Linked DNA regions of Mus musculus: region 1 is linked to region 2. A link is a contact called in public promoter capture Hi-C data. All regions are on one chromosome and are shown on one strand. Each heading gives the region's core, a stretch centred on a gene start, on an enhancer-like site or on the middle of the called end of the contact. The rest is flanking DNA. Distances are from core to core; before and after follow the strand shown.

Region 1 (2,700 bases), core at 140-2,639, 280 kb after region 2:
CTTCATAAATTAAAATATTGAAAAGTTTGATCTTTGGGTGTCAGGTGGGGTACACCTACATAGAAACTTTGTCAAAGAATATATAAATGTAGAAGTAAAAAGCATTATCATAAATCTAAATAATAATATATAATAAAATCAGGAAAGAGTTCTCCTGCCTGGAAATGTCAGACTCTGAGATTTAAGTATAAATTATAAGATGTAGTCAAGAGGTGCATGGCACATGGCGCTGGGGTCACTGCATTCCAAGAAACCGTTGCAAGGAAAATCATTAGAAAAGGTGTAATTTTACTCTGGCCAGTAGGTTGCATCCAAAAACAAGTTGAGACCTTGCAGCTGGACGGCAGCAGTTTATTTGCTACCATGCATGGCGAACACCCATGAACTGGGGGTTGTAAGGTGAACAGTCTCTGCATTGGAAAGCCGCAATTAAAAGACCAATATTGCTTACACAAGGACTATCTAGAAAGCACATAGACGCTGTACTCTTGGCTTGAGGATTCTGAAGACCCCTGGGAACTCCACTTCACTGCAAACAAAGGACCCACCATGCATTAGGTCTTCCCCTGCAAAATGGGACAAGTCACTACCAGCAAACAAAGAACACCTCACCCCTTAGCCTCCCCCACTGACAAGGTCGGTGCAAAAGGAGGCAAACCAGAAGAGTCAAAAATGCACCAAGGCCTCCCTTTAGAGGAACGGTCCTGACCCGCACAGTGGGAGGAGGGGCAGACAAAGGTCTCGGGCACTCCGGAGACTTCCTCCGGGCCCAGCCTGGGGAAAACCGAGCATCCCCTGAGGCGAAGGCGTCGTCGAGCCAATGAAGCCGCCTCTCTCGGCCTCCGCTGAGCCCCTGGCAGTGAGGCCCGCCCCGGCGGACCGGTCTGGCCCCCGCCCCGCCCCGGCTCCATGGCAACGGCAGGCCGAGGCCTGGCTGCCCACGGCTCGGCCCGGCCGGCTTCCCGGGCAGGCCTAGGATGCCCGGCCTGCTCCTCGGGCTCGCCAGCTCCTCCTTCCCACTCTCTGCCAGGCCGCTAGCCGGACTCGGGACCCCTCCTCGCGCCGACCACCCCCGACCGTGTCAGGCTGCTTCAAGGGGCGCGAAAGGGTAGAATAAAAAGCCCAATTCACCTGTTGTTACAGATGTGAAACAAGCCTCGGTGCACGGCGCATGAGCCGCGGGCCCCCCCAACTACGGCCGGACTACAACTCCCACCAGCGACGGCGCGGTCTCTTCCGGGTCCCGAGGCGGAAGTCCCACCTGCGGCCCCGGCTCTGTTCGGCCTGGCTCTCTGTGCGGGCTGCCGCTGCCTTGGGGCTCGCGATGGGTTCGGCTGCCTAGGTTGTCTCTAGTGTTCCTCAGCCCACAGCGCGAGACAGTCAGTCTGCGCCTGCACCCGGGCACTGGCTGGAGGGAGCGCGGCTGTAGCCCCAGACACAGGCGGGACTTCCGGCGGAGCGGCCGGGGACGCGCGTGGCCTGTGCCGTGGGAGCCGGCGAGAGCCGGCGGGAGCTGGGGACGGGTGACCATCTCAGGCTCATCTCTCCATCCCCAGCCGCAGCTCTGTGTCCGTCGCGCCTTTTCTCTCCTGCGTCTCCCCTTGGTCTTCTGCACTTTTAGGGAGGTGAGCGATTTTGCCTCACAGAGACATAAACCAGGCAAAGGACAGGGTAGCGCTTGCTGCTGGCTTCGGGGGGTTGTGGTGAGGGACGACTGCGAGTCTAGGCCACATCGACACTCAGGAGCGAGGGGAGGGGGTTTGCCTGTTTGTCCTCTGAACAGAGTGAAGCATGGGTTCAATGAAATCCGCCGTCGATAAAGGAAACTCAGTGGCGTTGGGCAGTAGTTCACAGCTGGGAAGACAATATTTGAGGATGTGCCCTTTCGTGATATTTGGAGAACTAATACAATAGCTCGTAATTTAAAACAGACGAAGAAAATTCTATGTGCATGTGTGTGGTACCAAGTGACATGGCATCAGATCCTTGGAAGCTGGAGTTACAGGCTGTTGTCGGCCAGCTGTTATCTTAGGTTTTTTATTGCTGAGGTAAAAATACCACTTCTCACCTTATAGGTGACAACCTGCCACTGAGTAATGTCATATCAGGAATGGAAACAAAAGACATGGAGGAACCCTTGCTTACTGCCTCATGGCTGATACAACAGCCCCAGAATTTACTATCTCCCCAGGGGAGGCACCCTCCCAAAACCTCCACCCTGCCTAAAAGCCAGATTGGTGGGGGCAGTTTCTCAATTGTGGTTCTCTCTACCCAAATGACTATAGCTTGTGTCAAATCAACCAAAACACACACAACAACAAAACTACTAATCAGGCAAGTGTTCATAACCACTGAACCATATCTCCAGTCCGTTTTCCTATGCTATTTTTTGTGCAGCCATTTAAATGTATTGTTAGCTGTGTGCCACAGCACAGGTGACTTCAGCTGGTCCGAAGCTGGAGCAAGACAACTGGGAATTAGAAGCCAACCAGGATTGCATAGCAAGAAATGCTTCTAAACCTAGCATTCTGGAGACAGAGACATGCAGATCTCTGATCTGAAGAGTTCCAGGCCAGTCAGCGCAACATAGACCCTGTTTCAAATGAAGACGGAAAGAAAAGGAAGGAAGGAAAGTATACTAGTTGCTATTTTCCTGCTAGATTGCACAGAAGGCTAGGAGAAATGAAGGAGGTGAAACAA
Region 2 (2,700 bases), core at 108-2,607:
AGGGAGGAGCAGAGAGCCTCTTCGTTAGTTCTTAACAACAGTTCCAAATAAACCTCTACATCCTCCTTTACATCTGCCCTTTGATTATGCTGGCTTGTTGTTGAGAATGGTTGAAACACATGTAAACTATGCAACCAGTCTTCCACTGTGTGTGTTGTATGTGCATGCAGAAGCCACATAGGCAGAAGGAAAACTGAGCTCATGGGAGGTCTCTTATACTCCAGAGGTATGTTAATGAGGATGAACTATAGAAAGTAAACTTGGGGGGCTGGTGAGATGGCTCAGTGGGTAAGAGCACTGACTGCTCTTCCAAAGGTCCTGAGTTCAAATCCCAGCAACCACATGGTGGCTCACAACCATCCGTAATGAGATCTGACACCCTCTTCTGGTACGTCTGAAGACAGCTACAGTGTACCTGAGCGAGCGAAGTGGACCAGAGCAAGTGGGGCTGATCAGAGTGAGCAAAGGTCCTAAAAATTCAGTTCCCAACAACCACATGAAGGCTCACAACCATCTGTACAGCTACAGTGCACCCATATACATAAAATAAATAATAATATTATTAAAAAAAAAAAAAAAAAGAAAGTAAGTAAACTTGGGCATGGCCGGCCTGGGAAGTAAAATTAAAACAAGATGCCTGACTGCAGGTATATAGTAAGGTTATTCTCATCCCGTGAAAGCAGAAATGAACTCATGCCTTCACCAGCAGGACAGGCAGACAGACAAAAAATGAACTTTCAGACTGGAGAGATGGCTCAGTGTTTAAGAGCACTCACTGATCTTGCAGAGAAGGTGGGTTCGATACCAGAACCCACACAATGGTTCAAAACATCTGTAACTTCAGTTCCAGCTGACAGCCCTTTCTGGCCTCTACTGGCACCAGTCACCCTGGTGCTGTACCCAGACATACCTACAGGCAAAACATCATAATAAATGGATTTTCACACTAGAGAGATAGCTCAGTGGTTAAGGGTACGGCACAGACTGCTCTTCATGGGAACCTGGGTTATATTCCCAATACCCAGGTCTAAGCTCACAGCCATCAGGTTCCAGAGGATCCAGCGCCCTCTCCTGGTTTCATAGGCACAAGGAACGCACGTGAAACATACATGCGCAGGCAGAATACGCTTACACGTAAAAAATTTTTAAATTAAAGCCTTTAAAAAAAATAAAGAAATGGACTTTCCTGAGGAAGATACGCTGTGTAAACAAGCTGCCGGCGCCGCAACAGATCTCTCTAGCCCACCAGGCGTGCAGCGCCAGACTGCAGGATCCGGAGGGCTGCCCTGCCGCGTGCCTGAAGGACCCCAAAGGACCCGTGGGCTATCTTGCTCAGTGCCTGGTGACCAGGAGGATTGGCGGGAGTACCAGGTGAACCCAGAACCCGGGCTCGCTTTGGAGACCGAATAACTGAGTCTGGTGTGGGCTTCGGCCTGTAGTAGAGAAGCCCAGGTTGTTCGGTTGTGTCCTAGAATACGAGGGCAATAGGAGGGTTGGGAGCCAAGACTTAGGGGGCGGCTGGGGAGGGAGGGAGACGAGTAGGAGGTGTGGCTGCAGAAGTGGAGTTGACGGGCCAGCGACCACGTGACTAGCGTGGGCGCTAAAGTAGTGGCTTCCTCAGTTGGCCAGGCAACTTGTAAAACGTGTAAATGTCTGATCGGTTGACAAAGTCAAGCCAGTTTCTTTGCTTGGCAGCACTTTCTTGTAAACCAATAACTAAGACAGCCCTAACCTAACTGGAACCACACCCTCTCTACAGATCGCCGGTCCTCCCAGGAGACCCCTTAGCAGCCTGGCCTTGGAATGGCTAGATCAGGTTCATGCACTGATTCATCCAGCTAAGATCTGTGGAAATCCAGGTATGTACTAGGCACCCTGCGGAGGGACTGAGGTGAAGATGGTGAGCAAAGCGGACTTGTGCTTTCATGAAGCTGTCCTTTATGTGGACTATGTAACCGAAGGAAGCATTGAGAAAGTATGACTGCAGACGTGAGCCGAGTGCAAATGGGCAAGTGGGAGATAAGCAGGGAGTGGAACTTGGGGGCTGGGGGGAGAGGATGGGAACACGTCCTTACACGAAGATAGTCAGGCCAGAAAGGCATGGGACTGAAAACACCTATGACACTGGAGCAGAAGAAGTAAGGTGCACCACATGAACCCAGAGGAGTGCCCAGGGACAGAAGTGCCAAAAAGGGCAGGTTAACGTCCCAGAGTCTGTGTGAGGACCTTTGTCTTCAAAAATCAGAATATCCTTTGGAGGGTTAAAGAGGAGTCTATATGATTAGCTTTCATTCCAGTAGCTGTAATGTTCTTTAGCACAGATTTGCAGAGTGGCGAGAGTAAAGTTTAGACACCATCACAGAGGGTGTCACAGAAGTCCAAGACAAAGGGGTAATGGTAATTATAAGGAAAAGATTTGTATGGACTTTTTTTTTCTGGTTTTGGTTTTTCGAGACAGGGTTTCTCTGTGTAGCCCTGGCTGTCCTGGAACTCACTCTGTAGACCAGGCTGGCCTCGAACTTAGAAGTCCACCTGCCTCTGCCTCCCAAGTGCTGGGATTAAAGGCGTGCTCCACCACTGCCCAACTTGTATGGACGTTTTTGTCCTTACAAATTTGTAGAGGTGAGATTCTCAGAACTTGGTAATAGTGTGGAGAGTGAGGAACTGGGAGTCTCAAGGACATCCCCATGGCCACTGTGC

Evidence for each region. Capture Hi-C pulls out chosen DNA fragments and counts their contacts.
Region 1: a contact with region 2 is called in a promoter capture Hi-C map of adipose tissue. The contact joins the promoter of Dhx30 here to the promoter of Nme6 in region 2. A contact is called at or near these places in 5 of 39 promoter capture datasets (hippocampal neurons, liver, maxillary cranial neural crest and 2 more), 1 of 115 datasets of contacts at active chromatin or transcription factors (embryonic stem cells) and 2 of 9 other capture datasets (adipose tissue and liver).

The regions. Positions count from the first base shown.
Region 1 is chr9:110,116,227-110,118,926 of GRCm38.p6, forward strand. Dhx30 (DEAH (Asp-Glu-Ala-His) box polypeptide 30) reads right to left here and starts at 1,390. Exons shown (of 23, transcript NM_001252682.1): 1 at 1,132-1,390. It also overlaps Gm10615.
Region 2 is chr9:109,831,437-109,834,136 of GRCm38.p6, forward strand. It overlaps Nme6 (NME/NM23 nucleoside diphosphate kinase 6), which reads left to right and starts at 1,358. Exons shown (of 7, transcript NM_018757.1): 1 at 1,358-1,371; 2 at 1,760-1,859.